2 separate regions of the Mus musculus genome follow, and region 2 is linked to region 1. The links are chromatin contacts, called in public HiChIP or PLAC-seq maps. All regions are on one chromosome and are shown on one strand. The core of a region is the stretch at or near the end of the contact, and the rest is flanking DNA. Distances in the headings are between cores, read along the strand shown. Region 1 has its middle 39 kb from the start of Bcl6. Region 2 has its middle 45 kb from the start of Lpp.

What was found. HiChIP or PLAC-seq counts read pairs in DNA pulled down with a chosen protein or histone mark.
Region 2: a contact with region 1 is called in an H3K27ac HiChIP or PLAC-seq map of microglia, with 6 times the contacts expected there. The contact joins two enhancer-like sites. A contact is called at or near these places in 1 of 15 datasets of contacts at CTCF or cohesin (the NIH/3T3 cell line), 2 of 484 Hi-C or Micro-C datasets (the C10 cell line and bone marrow-derived macrophages), 2 of 115 datasets of contacts at active chromatin or transcription factors (embryonic stem cells and microglia) and 1 of 9 other capture datasets (embryonic stem cells).

Annotation. Positions count from the first base shown.
Region 1 is chr16:24,025,882-24,029,432 of GRCm38.p6, reverse strand. No RefSeq gene overlaps it. Among named protein-coding and RNA genes, the nearest start is that of Bcl6, 39 kb to the right of the region's middle. Within about 2 kb of position 1,777, at least 15 of the 459 cell types and tissues checked have an H3K27ac peak or open chromatin away from gene starts, as enhancers often do. A contact at or near this core is called in bone marrow-derived macrophages and microglia, where this site is marked.
Region 2 is chr16:24,346,110-24,349,750 of GRCm38.p6, reverse strand. No RefSeq gene overlaps it. Among named protein-coding and RNA genes, the nearest start is that of Lpp, 45 kb to the left of the region's middle. Within about 2 kb of position 1,645, at least 74 of the 459 cell types and tissues checked have an H3K27ac peak or open chromatin away from gene starts, as enhancers often do. A contact at or near this core is called in bone marrow-derived macrophages and microglia, where this site is marked.

The sequences.
Region 1 (3,551 bases), core at 528-3,027:
CACATAAAAAAACTGCATGAAAGACAATACCATAATATGACCATGATACACTGCATACATATATGAAATATATGTCCGTGAATAAATAACAGCTAGGTTGTTTTTAAGGTGAGAGTTAAAAGCTGATACTCCAGGAGACGGGTGGGTGGATGGGAGCAGCACATGGCGACGATGAGCAGGTGTGGTTAAGAAGTGGTGCAGTTGGGGACAGTGTGCTCTTTGAAGTTTGACAAGGAAGAGGTAAACTGGGAGACACAGGCAGGGGTAGATAGTTTTGGGTATAGAACTAGGGCTATATTGAGATGCACTATGCTTTACACTTTAAGACAAGTTCATACTTGTAGGATCCAGTTAGAAGAAAAGCAAGCCAGGGACAGGAGTCTGACTCTGTGTTACAACAGAATTCCACTGCTCTTAGGTCATGTCCCTGGGAATAGGATTAGGAGAATAGCTAAAGGGAGATTTAGGAACTGGAGTTAGTAGTGCCCTGTGATTGAAGATTGTTGAGGTTTGGGGGGAGCAGAGTTCAGAGAAAAGTTAAACCCCACTACTATTCAGTCTTGAACATTTGAGTGGAAGATAGAGCCCTTCATTGAGATGAAAAACACAAGGGGTAACAAAGGTTAGGAGGAAGACAACTATCAATCTGAGACATGCAGAAGTAAAGGGATGTATAAACTAAGTCAGGAGAATGTTGAATATGCAAATTTCAAACCCAAGTAGGAACTGGAGATACCATGTTGATGTTGCTCCTGCGGAGGACCTGGGTTAAGTTGCCAGTATCCACCCTGTTGGTTCAGTTCCAGAACATCTAGGGTCCTCTTCTGGCCTTCACAGAAATCTTAATACATGTGTGTATATACCCACACAGACAAACACGAACAAGTGTAAACACATATAAATAATTCAAATTTAAAAATCTAAAGAGTTAACCCAAGTGTACATTGTAATGTGAGGCTAAAACTGTGAATTATTAAAATTTAGAGAATAAATTAAAATCATAAGGGCAGATGGCATTTCCTAGAAAGGGGAAGAAGCAAGGAATGAGTTAAAAAAGGAAGGAAATAAGGAAGGGAGGGAAGCAAGGAAGGAAGGGAGGTACCCAGAAAAAGAAAGCCAGAAGGTTGCTGATATTTAAAAGAAGAATGGGACCCAACTAGTCTCAAAGGGAAATCAAGAAAGAACACTGCACACGATCAGGAGCGAAACCAGTAAAGTTTTATGCAAAAGAAATAAAGGGCGTGATTTAATCAAGGTCAAGTGTTTCAGAAAATTAAGAATGCCTAGCAGATAAGTACTGGAATAGAGTCAGAGCCGGGACCAACTTAATATTGTCCTTCACAAAAGCATTTATGATAGAGGGTAACAGCAGAAGCCAAGACCGGAGAGGGGGCCAGACAGTGCAGAGAGTTTGTGCTGAATGCCTTAGAGGGGTTTGATAGGTCTCTCTCTTTCCTCCTCCTCCTCCTCCTCCTCCTCCTCCTCCTCCTCCTCCTCCTCCTCCTCCTCCTCCTCTTCCCCCTCCTCTGCCTCCTCCTCCTCTTCTCCTTTTTCTTCTCTTCTCCCTCCCCTTGCATTCTCACTATGAGAGACCTTATTATGCTTAAACGCCAACTGTGGGGGGGGGGGGCGATGCTATTTTCATTTTAATAACCATGAAAATTTGGTTTCTCCAGCAGATGAGTTCATAAGTTTTGTCTCTTTAGAAAGAGAAATCCACTGTCCCATTGTGTTCTCTTTTTCTACGTAGTTTCCAAGAAGCTTAGAATCAAATTCGGTTCCCCTAGATGGCTGGGAGTATTTATGGCCACTTCCTTCTCCGGCTTTCTGTTCTGTTTTATACCTACATATCTTAGGTTAAAGTAATTATCATGAGAACTTTACAAGAAATTTCTTCTTGGTATTCCCAGTGTCTGTCCTCCGTTCAACGGTGTGACAGACCAACAACATGGCTGCTGCTCCAGACTGCTTGAGGCATTAGCTGAGAGGGCCAGGCCTGGCTTTCCAGAACTGTACAGCGTGATAAGCCATTCCCTCCTCGTGGTGATTTTGGCAATGTAAATGAGAAGGAAACTACTTTGTTGTTTTAGCCTTTCTTATTTTGGATCCCAGTGGGGCAGCTGAACCTAGGCCTTGCCTTACAGAGTCACCAAGGAATGGCAAACAGAACATAGCACTATCACCAAGCAAAACTGCTGTATGTCACAAGGCAGAGTAAGCAAGTGAGTTAGGCATAACCCCATCCTCGGGAAACTCAACAGGGGACAGAAAATGTCAGGCACACGCATTTCAGTCATGCTAGCCGAATGGTCACAATACTCTGAGGCAAGAGGATGGCCAGTTTGACGGCCTAAGGAGCGTCATTACCAATAAGTAACCTTTGAGTTCAGCTTCCAAAGTCAGAACTTTTTGATTCGTAGAAATGAATAAGAAAAGGGCTGAGGGTCTAACTCAATGACATGGCTCTTGCTTTGCCCTCAGGGTCCTGGGTTCAATCTCCAGCACCACTGGGAACAAAGGGAAAGCACCAAGGCACCTTAGGCAGAAGGAAGGCCACCTTCCCTTCGGATTTTAGATTCCAGTCATCCTGGAAGTGTGGTCCCCCAGAGGGCTTCCAGGTTGTGCTCAGACCCCCAAAACAGAACAATGAGCATTGTGAAGTTATGACGAAAAATGTTTGCAGTATATAGGAGAATCAAATGCTTTCCAAGCCTCTGGTCCCCGCATTTATGAAGAGGCCTTGACCTGTTAATTCCGAAGCATTTGTTAGATTGATTAGCAAGTGCTCTCCTCAGTGCCGACTCATGGGCTTATTTTGAATTACTCAAAGTGCAAGTAGACACTGAAACAGCGTTTTTCTAAAGAATCACCCAGCATGATGACACCTTCCTCCCCCACCCCCGCCAATGCGAACAGAGCTTTTCTCCAATTAGCACTCCTTAAAGAAAGGACTGCAGTCTTACACTAGGCTTTTATTGTTAGTACCCGGTAAAGCAGTGAGCTCTGGACAAACCCCCAGGCTGCTGCATAGAAGAGTTGGATTTGTTGTTGTTTTATTTGTTCATTTAAAAAAGCCATAGTTGCCCTATTGCATGGTCCAGGTGGAGTGCAGTGTGCCGTTCCAGGCCACATATGTGCGTGGATTGATCACCTGAGGTGTGGATTGTCAGTTTGGGTTGAGGAGGTTTAATAGCTTCTCGGTCAGGTATTTTGAAAGACCCAACCAATTGTGGCAATTCTCATCACCCAACATGAAAATTTACTCTTTGCATCCAGCTGTGCCCTAGAATCTAAACTGGGATATTAAGAAAGAAGGTGTTTGGTTTGTGTGGGTGAAGAATGGTCTATACGAAGGAATGAGGCTTGAGGCAAAAAAGAAAGGGTCTGTGTGTGTGGAAAAAATCTGCCCCTCTGGTGTGCTATTTGTCACTACTCTAGAAACAAGTAGAGCGAACATGTAACTTTGAGCTGAGTCTACATTTTCCTGACCTCACCCTCCCATAGTTCAAGTCTGCAACATCAAGCCTAAACGTAGCCCAGACATTTCTCTC
Region 2 (3,641 bases), core at 396-2,895, 320 kb before region 1:
TCTAGGTAGAGAAACCCAAATGGTAGAAAATAAATCAATTTTGTTTTTTGAAAGTATATTGATCTGAGGGCAGGGGATAGGAGATTTCTGGAGGGGAAACTAGGAAAGAGGGTATCATTTGAAATGTAAATAAAGAAAATATCTAATAATAAAAAAGACAGTATATTGATTTGATAAAGATAAGTTACTTATAGATTAATCAATATATTCCAGGCACTGTGCTGGGCAGAGAGGAGAGTAATGAATGAAGCATATGTTTGACCATTCGGCTTAATAATAGTCAAGGAGTGGACGAGTGAGCAGGAAGTCAAGACAGTTGGGAAGCTGTACCACAGGACTAGTCAGTGAGCAGGAAGGGGTAGGGACCTGTGTTACATGGAGAAGGGATCAGAAAAGAAATGATGGTTGAATCACTGGGCAGGTCTGCTTGTCATTAGGTATGTCATTTGCTGATGGTCCCTTAGCCAGCTTTTGCTGTTGTCCTTTGTTTTGGGGTGCTTGGAATTCAATCAGGGCCTTGGGTGTGCTCGGCAAGTACCCTACTGTTGGACTACAGCCCCAACACTGTTTATCTATTCTTTAACCTCTCTCTTTTCCTTATTTTGCTTGCTTGGTTTTGTTTTTCAGACGGGGCCTCACTATATATAGCTCAGCTAACTTGGGACTCCTTCAAGTGTTGGGAGTGAATGCCTGGGTCACCATACCCAGCTTTCTTTTGGTTCTTTAGCAGTTATTAATCAGGACCATGACAGGTACACTTTGGAAGTCTGACCTTTCCAAGTCTTTTGTTCAAGTCATCTTCCCACCGTGGGTGGCCACTGGACCTAATTCTAGCTAAGATGGTAAAAACAGGAAACAGATGCAGGGATTCTTAGAAGTATTTGTTTTGTGGCACAGGTGCCATATTTTCCTTCCATCCCACCCTCAGCACCAGACTGTGTGTGAGGGTTGGCAATGGAGTCACCAGAACCCAACTGCCATTAAATAAATCTAGAGAGTTTTGACCCAACACAGTTACAGTGAACCTATTGATCCTCTTGGCCATCATGAACAACGTTGTATGTGAAAAACAATTCCTTAGCATTAGTGATCTAGGTCTTTGTTATAAACTTGTATCTTACAGGTTTGAGAGTACTTTTGACTTAGACCTCTTGTTTTGATAACCTCTTAACAAAGTTATCTATTATAAACAACTCTTAAAAAAAAAAGAAAACAAAACAAAAAAGATCTAGAGCAAAGAAAAGAAGAAAAAGCAAGCCAAGTCAAGCCAGCCACAAAGGGGCTGTAGATAGCATCTCTTTGGTTACTCCTTTTTCCTCCACAAATGAGGCACTACTAAGATTTATCACTGTGAGATTGAGACAAGAGTTATAGGTGTCTGGCCTCCTGTCTCTGCACCACCGTATATTTCTTTAATGAAGTGTGAGACCAGAGCTCCATAAATTCCCATAGTAGCAGAAGCAGGCAGGAGCTCGTCAGCGGAGCTATTCAGGGAGCCCAGCATCACTCTTTGCGTATTAGAGAAGTTCACAGCTGGCTAAAAATAGGCTTGGAGAGAAGAAGTCGCTTTTAGACCGCAGCTCATTTTGGATTTCTCTGGAGCCCCATTCTGGGCCACCGTGTATTTCCTTTTTCCTTTCGTTCTAGTAAGAGCACCCAGGCGGGTCAGAGACAATAGCTGCATGGTTATCTTTAGTTCCACTGTGCACTGAAAGCAGAACTCCGAAGAAATAACAGTAAGCCCCGGGGTACATGGACTGTTACTGCTTTTTAATAAGCGCTAACGCGAATCGAGTCTTTCCTGTGTCCTGGTCTCAGTGCTTGCTTTAAATTCTCAAAACAACCCCAGGAAAGAAAAAAAAAAGCTATTAATAGCCTCCTCCCATCTTTAATGAGGAACCAAAGATTCAGAGCAGACAAGCAACCTGTTTCCAGCCATAGAGCCCTGGGGTGTGAACCAGCGTCTGATTCTTTTCAGAGCCTGCACCCTCAGTGCCACCCCTGTAAGGATACACGCGCCTTTCTGCATCCCATTAGTATGACTCTTGTTGTAGGCCAATGAAGCAAGCAGAGGGGGACACTCCAGGGCCTCCTCGGGGAACGGACTACACACATGAAACCGGGACTTGAACTGTCAGTTTTGGAATCTTTCAAGACACAGGCAGCTCAGTCATGGAGTACACGTGGAATCCTCTCACGAGACTGCGTTCTAAGATTCAGCAATGGGTCCTCTGTCAAGGAACCAGCTGGCCCTGGGCTGCCCTGATTTATTTAGGGTCTTTGAAAGACATGTTCCTCCCTTATACCTGTAGTGAGCGATGTTTGGTACTTGTATGTACGACCTCAAATGTAATACTGTTTTCACGGTTGATCAAGCAGTCCTTCCTTCATATTGCAGGATCGAAGTGTGAGTTGGAGAGGGTAAATGTCTCCCGTGGAATGCGGCCAAGTTAGCTGATAAAGCTAATACCAGATCTCTTTGAACGTTTAAATTATCGAGTGACAAGAGAGCTGAGCCTTAGTTTATAGGGCTGAGGGTAGGTATTGTGCACGTGGATTTTTTTTTTTTTTGAAATACCTGAGTTTTGAAAAATAACGGTGTTCTGCCCACATTTTCAAGCACAGTGGTAGTCAAAAGAAAAACTCTATGGAGGTAATAATACCTTGTATTTTAAATACTACTTGTCTCTGAAAAGCTCAAAGCACTCTATAATCATTTCCTTATTATCACTCTCAAAACTTCCTGGGTCAAAAAGTTACAAAGTTTGTATCTTAACAAACGGGCCTCAGTTTCCTCTTTGGACATAAGTGGTTAGATGGTGAAGTTATCCTCTTAGAACTGTCAGTCCCAACAGTTTTCCTGCTCTCCCCTTCCCCAGCCTCAGAAGCACCCTCCCAACCCCCAACCCCTGCCAGCCAGGAACCCTGCTTAACTCTTTGTAAACCTAACAGGGGAGTCTCATGGTATAGAACCGTGAACTATTTCAAGTTACAAAGGTTCATGCAGGTAAGGCTAAAGGTGGAGATGCTTCCAGGTGGGCAGGGGCGAAAGGCCAGAGAGGTACGGTGGCTCCCAGTCTGTCAATTTGGATGCTTGGAATTGGTGTTTGTCTTAGGGTTTTACTGCTGTGAGCAGACACCATGGCCATGGCAACTCTTATAAAGAACAACATTTAACTGGGACTGGCTTACAGGTTCAGAAGTTCAGTCCATTATCATCAAGGCAGGAGCATGGCAGCACCCAGGCAGGCATGGTGCAGGAGAAGCTGAGCGTTCTACATCTTCATCTGGAGGTCAGTAGGAGACTCTTTTCCAGGCGGCTAGGACTAGGGTATTAAAGCCCATGCCCACAGTGACACACCTACTCCAACAAGGCCCCACCTTCTGATAGTGCCACTCCCCGGGCCAAGCATACATAAACCATCACAGTGTTAGGTAGTACTTTTATGAAAATATTTTGTTGTAGTTTTAAATAAAATAAAAGTGGTCAGTGAGACCCATCTTTTTTATTTTATTGAAGCTCTGCCTCACTACAGGTTGTACGTACTCCCCGACTCTTAGTGCAGACCCACAGCACAGGGCTGAGACCCTGGGTTCTGGAATATGCGTGACTGAGCAGACTTCTTCTTAGAGAGTGAAAG